3 separate regions of the Mus musculus genome follow, and regions 1 and 2 are each linked to region 3. Evidence: chromatin contacts called from public HiChIP or PLAC-seq and promoter capture Hi-C data. All regions are on one chromosome and are shown on one strand. The core of a region is the stretch at or near the end of the contact, and the rest is flanking DNA. Distances in the headings are between cores, read along the strand shown.

Evidence for each region. Promoter capture Hi-C pulls out the DNA fragments that hold promoters and counts their contacts. HiChIP or PLAC-seq counts read pairs in DNA pulled down with a chosen protein or histone mark.
Region 1: a contact with region 3 is called in a promoter capture Hi-C map of liver. The contact joins the enhancer-like site here to the promoter of Bpgm in region 3. A contact is called at or near these places in 10 of 39 promoter capture datasets (the 3T3-L1 cell line, 3T3-L1-derived adipocytes, cranial neural crest and 7 more), 1 of 484 Hi-C or Micro-C datasets (muscle stem cells), 8 of 115 datasets of contacts at active chromatin or transcription factors (bone marrow-derived macrophages, embryonic stem cells, epiblast stem cells and 2 more) and 1 of 9 other capture datasets (adipose tissue).
Region 2: a FOXA1 HiChIP or PLAC-seq map of pancreatic cancer cells shows a contact between it and region 3. The contact joins the enhancer-like site here to the promoter of Bpgm in region 3. A contact is called at or near these places in 6 of 39 promoter capture datasets (the C10 cell line, the HPC-7 cell line, Sertoli cells and 2 more), 1 of 15 datasets of contacts at CTCF or cohesin (the NIH/3T3 cell line), 4 of 484 Hi-C or Micro-C datasets (bone marrow-derived macrophages, embryonic fibroblasts, embryonic stem cells and 1 more), 6 of 115 datasets of contacts at active chromatin or transcription factors (the HPC-7 cell line, bone marrow-derived macrophages, embryonic stem cells and 1 more) and 5 of 9 other capture datasets (adipose tissue, embryonic stem cells, liver and 2 more).

The regions. Positions count from the first base shown.
Region 1 is chr6:34,725,954-34,728,840 of GRCm38.p6, forward strand. The region is part of intron 3 of Cald1 (caldesmon 1); the gene reads left to right. Gm38787 (a long non-coding RNA gene) reads right to left here. Exons shown (of 3, transcript XR_868972.2): 1 at 565-2,887. Among named protein-coding and RNA genes, the nearest start is that of Gm38787, 5.4 kb to the right of the region's middle. Within about 2 kb of position 1,543, at least 11 of the 459 cell types and tissues checked have an H3K27ac peak or open chromatin away from gene starts, as enhancers often do. A contact at or near this core is called in liver, where this site is marked.
Region 2 is chr6:34,291,495-34,294,412 of GRCm38.p6, forward strand. No RefSeq gene overlaps it. Among named protein-coding and RNA genes, the nearest start is that of Akr1b3, 25 kb to the right of the region's middle. Within about 2 kb of position 1,532, at least 53 of the 459 cell types and tissues checked have an H3K27ac peak or open chromatin away from gene starts, as enhancers often do. A contact at or near this core is called in bone marrow-derived macrophages and pancreatic cancer cells, where this site is marked.
Region 3 is chr6:34,474,889-34,477,843 of GRCm38.p6, forward strand. It overlaps Bpgm (2,3-bisphosphoglycerate mutase), which reads left to right and starts at 1,468. Exons shown (of 3, transcript NM_007563.5): 1 at 1,468-1,534.

The DNA of each region.
Region 1 (2,887 bases), core at 293-2,792, 250 kb after region 3:
AGAGAGACAGGCAGGTGGTGTGTACACAGTTACACACACACAATGAAAGAGGCAGGCAGGTGGTGTGTACACGGTTACACATAAACAATGAGAGAGACAGGCAGGTGGTGTGTACACAGTCACATACAAACAATGAGAGAGACAGGCAGGTGCTGTGTACACGGTTACACATAAACAATGAGAGAGACAGGCAAGTGGTGTGTACACATTCACACACACATAATGAGAGAGGCAGTCAGGTGGTGTGTACACATTCACATACAAACAATGAGAGAGACAGGCAGGTGGTATGTACACATTCACATACAAACAATGAGAGAGACAGGCAGGTGCTGTGTACACAGTCACATACAAACACACAGAAAGATAAATCTTTGATCTGGACCAGAGTCCACAGTCTGAATAGAAAACAAACAAACAAACAAACACACACACCAGGTGACTCAGTTTGCCTTAGCCTCCCATTATTGACCAGGTTCAAATCAGATATGTCTTCTGTCCACCACCAATTGTGGCTGTGGTTATTGTTGTTGCTTGCTTTGGTTTTAGACAAGGAAAACATACCTTTTCCAGTTCCTAGTTCCAGGAGGGATCTGAATAATGACTTCTGCCAAGAAAGAAGCATAAGGATACCAAGCATATCCATGATAAATCCACTGAAACATTTGCATTCTAGACCAGTGCGCAAAATGTACCAGCCCAAGCAAGCACTGGAAAGTTTGTGGCCAGTAATTGCTTTCAACAATTAGAGGGAAGGATTTGAGAGAAATGAGGTGTCGGGTTACCACACTTTCAATGTTTAGAGGGGGAGGGTTTGAGAGAAATGTGACAAGTTGGGGTCCCGCTCTTGTATTTGTTGCTGATGTCACCTCTGCCATCAAGCTGTGAAGCTGATGCTGTTGCTCCGTTCAGGTTTAATATGGTTCTGATCTGTCATCTCATAGTCACGGTCATTTCTTCCCTCAGTGAGATTCCCCCACACCCCGGAACACCTTCGGTGCCTCCCCAGGTGCCACCTGTCAGTGTTTCAATGCCTTTTGCTTCCCTTTCATGCTTTTGGGCATCCTTAGTCAATGAAAGTAGTGTATGGAAATCACATGGTGCCGGGGTGAGGTGGGGGTGAAACAGAACTTTAGCTCTAGAGGAACACTCCTGATGATGGATGTAGGGGGTGGGGTCTTAGATGCAAATAAAGCAGTCCGTGATGCAGGTCTGACACAACCTTGGTGACTTCACAGGAGGCACAGGCCGATTTTCAGGATGCCTGCTGCTTCTGAGCCTCTCTCGAGGGTGGAGGGTCGGTGCATCTGGAGCTGGCAAGAGGAAAGGGGGATGTTAATGTTGCTATAGAAGCAGGAAGGCAGGGGAAGAGAAAATGGAGTGGAAGGGCAAAGAATTAAAGCTTTTTCTGGTACTTTTCTGGCCATCCCTTCTGGCCCTGACACCTTACCCCTGACCCCTTTTCTAGCCATGTGTACCATCCCCAGAGGCAAGCACGGGGCTTAGAATGCGCAGCTCTCGGTGCCACGTGGCCCTCTAGTCTCGGTGGAGTCAGAAGGTTTACCTGTGGCAGGCCTTATCTAGTTTAAACTAACATTGCTAAAGAGCCCTGTGCTTTGAAGGTTTGTGCAGAAGCTGCAGGCAGAAGGGAAATTGCTGGAAATACAAGGAAGGTTGTGCTCAGGGAGCCAGTGCCCACCTCGCTGAGGGAGCACGGAGGAGGGCTTCCTCTGCCCCTCGCTTGCTTTTTTCAGCAGGCTGTGTGAGGAGCCAAAGGCTTTTCCTAGGTCTGTAATCTCTACTGAAACCCAATCCACGTAGCACACAGTCCACCCACTGTAGATATACAAGCCCAAGGTTCTTAGTACAGTCGCCGACCGCACAGCCATCGACCGCCATAGTCACTGACCAACATTTTCACCTTCAGCAAAAACTCACATGGTAAAAAAAAAAATTATGTGGAAAATAGACTTTCGTTTGTGATTTTGTTGTTGAAAAAATCTGTAAGTGTGATCTACCAAGACAATCATACCTTGTCTTCATACCTAGGCTTGAGGGGGAAATAAAACTCTTAAATCTCACAAGTAGAAGTTGAAGCAATTTATTTAAAATTCGTGTGGCTTTGGAAGGAGAAATGGTGGACAGACACACATTGGAAATTAGGGGGGATTTAGTATGTTAGCTCCATGCTTCAACATACCAAGCGTTTATCTCTCCCACTTGTACGTATCCATTTTCCATAAACTTAAACACAAGACTAAGGGACTGGAGAGAGGACTCAGCCCTTAAGAGCAGTTGTTCTTGCAGGGGACCTGGCTTCAATCCCCAACACCCCTCGATGGCTCACAAACATCCATGATTCTGGTTCCAGGGCATCTACCACCCTTTTCTGACTTCCTCAAGCACCAGACATACACATGGTGCTCACGTATAAATTCAAGCAAACACTCATACTCATATAATTTTAAAAATTAAAAAAAAAAAAAAAAACCCTAAGCTGCAACTGTCATTGAAAGTTGAATGGCAGAATCAACTGAAGCTCACGCTAGCCAGGCTTTCAAATAACTGATCACAGTGTGCTAAAACTAAGATTAAGATGTAATAGAAGTTCTATGAATACTGATAAATTAGACCTTTAATAAGTTTTTTCAGTATTATTCTCTTACACTTCTTTTTGTGTTTTATAATGTGTAAGCATTTCAATAGTACTATATATGATTAATTTGTAAATAACTGAATATATATAAATCAAGACAGATAACTGATGGCACCTGGCTTTTTGTTGTTTTCTTTCTTTCTTTCTTTCTTTCTTTCTTTCTTTCTTTCTTTCTTTCTTTCTTTCTTTCTTTCTTTGTTAGACAAAGTCTCACTATGTAGCCCAGGCTGG
Region 2 (2,918 bases), core at 282-2,781, 180 kb before region 3:
ATCCATGGAAGGAATTTATTTCAACTGTAGAAGGATACAAATCCATCATGGTGGGAAGGCACGGTAGCAAGGGGCCGTCGTGACACCAAGACAAGGCAGCTAAGAGCCTCCATCTTGAACCACAAGTTATGCAGAGAGAGTAAACTGAAGTAGGGCAAGTCTATGAACTCTCAAGGCCCGCCTCAGTGGTATCTCTCCTTCAGCAGGGCTACATCGCCTAAACAGCCCCAAACAGCACCACCAACTGGGGACCAAGTATTCTAAACATGTACGTTTAAGACTGTGAACACGACAGTGTAGGGGGGTCCTTGGGTAAGCAAGAGTGAAGAATGCCGTTGAAGAGCGAGTATTAGTTTGGTATTTCAAATGTGCCCATCAACAGGGAGAGAGTACAGATAAACATGTTTTTGTAAGCCTCAGTTTTCTTCTTTGGAGATGGGTGAACCCAGATCACTGCTGAGATTTTAGTAACGTAAGGAAATCAGTGGATCTGATCCAAACTCTAAAGGGTCCCCCTAACCCAGTAGTGGGGATTTGGGTCCTAGGAATATTGACTAAATGCCTTAGAGAGCTCAGAGGCTTGTAGGGTGGGGTGGAGACAGAATAGAAGCTCTAGTAAAAGAGCAGAAACCCAGAAAAGAAGGGAGACCTCAGGAATAGGCCAATGAGCCAGGTGAAGAGGAGGCGGAGGCCATCCGAGTCCCAGGCTGGCAAGAGAAAAAGGAAACAGCAGACACTGCAGAGAGGGGTGAGCAGCTCAGGAGAGGCAGGCGGCAAGCAGAAGAGTTAGTAACAACACAGGCACCAAGAGAGGGAATGCCTGTGTGGTTTGAGGTTTTTATTTTACAAGATATTTCTGGAAAGCCCCAGAGAGGAAAGGTAATATAAGAGGGTTATTACCAGCTGTGGTTTCCATTAGTGAAAAGGTCATGTGATCACTTCTCTTCCTATTTTACATCCACCGTCAAATCTCATTCCCCTCCAGTCAGTATGGACAAATCTGTTGAATTCTATCTGGTTTCAATATCGCTGCATAAGTGTGAGGCAGGCATAAAGGGAGCAAACGACACAAGGATGTAAAGGGAAAGGACCGGGGTGCTCATGAATTTGGTTTCTGGACACAAGAGAAGGGGGAGATGATATATGGGGTCATTAGCAGGTGGATTGTTGGGAATAGCAAGGCATGACTGGCCTGCCATGTCTGTCAACTGGGGCAAGCTGTGCGACACACACCCTGTAGGGATCATGTATTTACACAGTGGCTCGGAACACGGAGCTTGCTGTGTCTGCACCTCCTTCCCTCCTCCTCAAACTGCATGCATTCTGTATACGTTAAGAGTGGTTCTTGTTTGGTGGGAGCAACGCTACCTCCCTCACAAACTCTCGGTGAGGGTTGGAGGTGGTGTATACCAAGGGCTTAGTGTTGTACCCGCTCCTTCTGTTAGTGGCTTAGACAGTGGTACTGCCAGGAAGGGTCTCTCCACGTACAATCACTAAAACAGAAGTGTTGATCCAGCTTAGCCAGCAGAGGGAGGCACACACCGTGCTATAAGCTTAGGAGGCTAGGAGGTGGTAAGCATGGACGGAAACGGCCTTTGTCTCACACAGCCTGAGCAGGAGGAACAAGGCTCCCGTCTGCCTTTGCTTGGCTTTGGCTTGGCTTTGGCCTTGTAAAGGGTGCTCAGCCCAAGTGCTTGACTTAAACCCACTTAGACCACAGAGGCACTGTCAGGTGAGTTCTGATGAAACAGGCAGGCCAGGGAGCAGACAGGAACCAGAGAGAGGGCAATGTATGTACTCCACCCTATCCAAGAGGAATTTAGTCACGTACATGGACAGAGGAGAAGCTGGGTCAAGGAAGATTTCAGCAGCATAGAGTAGAGGCCAGGCCCTTTGTGCTGCCTAATTGCCTTCGTGTGAATGGGAATATCACCTCCCTGCAGTCTATAAAATATGCAATCCTTTCCTGTCCTCTGTCACCATCAGGCGGTTATCACCTCATGTTTCCCTGCAGGCAAGACTTTGCGAAGACTGCTCTCTACGGGCACACAGAGAAAGTAGCCTCTCTACTGTAAAGTGGAAAGGTAAGAAGTTATAGGCACAGACATCTTAGCCCATCTCTTCTACTTTCCTCCAGAGAAATCCAGGAAGTGAGATGCAATTGAATAGGACATAGGAACAATGTGCACGAAATAGGTACGTTCATTATCTTTCGTAGGACTCATTCCCCTCTTTCTAAAGGAAAATGCCACCAGCTTCCAGATGATGCCTGAGGAGTCCCTTCTAGATTGTCATGCGAGAGATGGAGTAATCTTTCCATGCTTTTCAGTGTGCGGAAGGAAGTTGGCCACATAACTAGGTCTCCATACTCAACACCCACTGATCATTACCCAAGTGCAGGAAGTAAGCAGAGAGTCCTGAGGCATCCAACTTTGTTTTTCGTGGAAGACTTTTTTTTTTTCCTTAAACACCTTTTAAGAGTCAGAACCTGAAGGTGGTGAGATGGCTCAGTGGGTAAAGGTACTCGCCTCCAAGCCTGATGACTTGAGTTCGATCCCCAGAGCCCACACAGTCAAAGAAGGGAACCAGAATTGACTTTCATAAGTTGTCTTCTGACCACCACATGCTCGCTGTGTCATGTGTGTGTACACACATGCAAACACACGCACACATAAAATAAATAGTAAAAAAACCAGAGCTGGCTCTTTAAGCTCTCACCTTTCCTACTCTCATCTCTAGCCCTCCTTCTCTCTCTCTCCCTCCCCATCTCTCTCCACGTGGCCATGGCCAGCCTCTGTCTTTCTACCTGCTCTCTTTCCCCCTGCCTTTCTACAATAAAGCTCTAAAACCACTAAGAGAGAGAGAGAGAAAGAGAGAGAGAGAGAGAAATATCCAGAGCTGGGCATGGTACACTTTTA
Region 3 (2,955 bases), core at 218-2,717:
TAAAGTTTTATATGCCAAGCTAGTGTTATTGAGTATTCCTAACAAGGTCAAAGTAAATCAAATGAGCAGGCATCCTAAGGTTCAGAGTACCCTCAAATGTCAAATGCTGTATGGCTGTTAGGATTGGTTTTGCATGGCTGCCGTTACCCTTCCTGAGGAGAAAGCTTTGATACTACAGGGCAGCGGAAATGTTTTCTGGTCCATCTGCCCTCATGAAGAAGAGGAAGAACAGGTTGGCAGGTGTGTACGATTGGGCAGATTCCTTCTCCAGCTGTTCTGACCTGAGAATCCACTGGCTAAGACAAGTAGCCACACCTGAGCCATCCAGGAGGTAGAGTTTAACTTTGCTAAGCCACCATCACTACAGCACTGGGTTCACACACCATCACTCCAGCCGACAGAACTCACTGTCCTTGAGAGACGCTCTCTCAGAAAGGGGTAGCTGCAACTATCATGAGCTAAAATGCATAAATGGGACATACAGCTTGCTACAAGCAGGCCATCATGACACCAGTTCATGGTGTGTCAAGATTTTCATCCTAAATAACTGATCTGAGCACCCATTAGCTGGTCACAAACTTATTGGACTTGTTTATAGAATTAACTAGGTGAGTTCAGAAGACACTAAGTGGAACAGCTTTCAGAAACCAAGAAGGGGAATTTTCCCGTCTGCTCAGGCACACATAACATTTCTTATCTTTCTCATTCACGTTTTGACACACGTTTCAGACCTTGTGTGGTAGTTCAAGCCTGCTTAGTAGCTTCCAGCTCTGGTACCAGACCCGAGTGACAAGCTGGCATTTTCATAGGTTTAATTTCAGAAACTGTAGTGTACCATTTTCTACTTTTCTAACCTCTTCGCCCTTCTTGTACTTTTAGGATATCCTATTATTCGCTTCTCTTCTCTTCATAATGTTAGGAGAAAGTAAGAATGAGCGACTATCTGTAAATAGGACACTTTAAAGGTTTTCATTTTAATCTCTGTTTTCGACGCACAGGCGTGCCAAACAAGCTTTCGTGAGGATCTACCGGGTTCAGCCTAGGTAGGACCTGAAATTTTCCGTTAACTAGAAGAAGTATCCCTTCATCTGCTGACCCGCTTTTCACAGCAGGTGTGTTTCAATTTCGAGAACTTCAAACAGGTCTCTGGACGGCAAAGCTAGCAGCCCACAAACATTGCCCCGGCGATGCTCAGGGGTTTGGGTCTCTACGACTAAAGCCCGCCTGCCTATGTCCGAAACTACCATCTTATTGGTCTATCCGTGCGTCTGTTTCCTCATTAAACCAATCATAGCTTCCCTTCTTACCCCAGGGACTTGAGAAACCGGAAAGAACCTCCGGCTGGTCGCTGGCCAGAGGGCGGGGCCGTGAATGAGTGACAACTCTGTCTTCCAATACCCAGCGCTATCGGTTCTGACCATTTTGGCTTCTAGGCTACAAAAGAGCGTTGATGCCGGCTGTAGCGATGAATCCTCACTGGCGTCTGCAGCACGGCGTTACCGAGGACCGGCTGCTACTGGTAGTTTCCTTGCAGGTGAGTGGCTTCGTTGTAATTGTTACAGTTGTGAGGATTTCTTTTCTTTCATGAGTGGCTTGCTGTTCTATCGTGAGAAGGCCGGTTGCTACCTTGCCCGGCTTTAGTATCTGGTGGGAACCTGATGCCCGCTTCAAGCGAGACCCTCCCGAGTACCCCAGCTCTCAGCTGGCCCTTTCTCAGCGAGCATCTCTCAGGAACAGTGAGTTCTGTCGGCTGGAGTGATGGTGTGTGAACCCAGAGCTGTAGTGATGGTGGCTTAGCAAAGTTAAACTCTACCTCCTGGATAGCTCAGGTGTGGCTACTTGTCTTAGCCAGTGGATTCACTGGAAGGAAGCAGGTGTAGGGCGAAGGCAGACCTTGATCCTAAAAGTGTAAGTTAAGGGGGGAAATATCATGGAAGGCAAAGAGGTTGTTGCATATTCAGGAGTCTCAGGAACCATATTCCGGGTTCAGGGGAACACTACCCCCTCCCCAGCACACACGCGTGCACGCCCGACCACCACTATCATGGCCAAAAAGTGTCATTTCTTTTTGTGCTAAGGGGTAGGAGCAAGTATTTCACTACAGTAAGTCAAAAGAAATGCAAAATTGTAATGAAGTTTATTATTAGACTTTGCAGGATGGAGCCCCCCCCCCCAAATTAGGAAGGGTTTATAGCCCGTGAATGGGGGAAATGGTTCTAGAATATTAACTAACAGAATTCCGACGCCTTCGGGAGGAAATAAAAAGTAAATGGTTACATTTCAGCAGCAGGTACAAACGTTTCTATAATAAAAGTCGTGTTAGTTTGTCTGTAAAACTGAATTTTCACATTTTTTTAAAAGAATTGTTTATTTTATGTATATAAGTACATTGTAGCTGTATTCAGACACACCAGAAGAGGACATCTGATCACTTTACAGATGGTTGTGAGCCACCATGTGGTTGCTGGGAATTTAACTCAGGACCTCTGGAAGAACCGGCAGTGTTCCTAACCTCTGAGCCATCTCTCCAGCCCAATTTTCACATTTTTTTCAAGACTGTTTTATGTGTATGATTTTTTTGCCTGAATGTATGTATGTGTACTCTGTGTACGCCTAGTGTCCATGGACCACCCCCCCCCCCCCGGAACTGGAGCAAATGTCTATGAGCCCCCCTGCAGGTGCTAGGAAGGGAACCCAGTTCCTCTGGAAGAGCAGCCAGTGCTCCTGACCACTGAGCCATCTCTCCAGCCCAGTTTCCACATCGTTTAAAAAGGCAGAAGTTACATTTCTAAGGCCCATGCCTTTATTAAAGGCTATGTAAAATTAAAGATAATTAGACAATTTTTCACTATCATGTCTACAAGGAAACTCTCACTGTATTGACCTCTGTATGAAGTCTATAGCAAATAAAAGTGTCCGGCTTCAAGGACATATTCTTTTGTGCCCATATTTAAA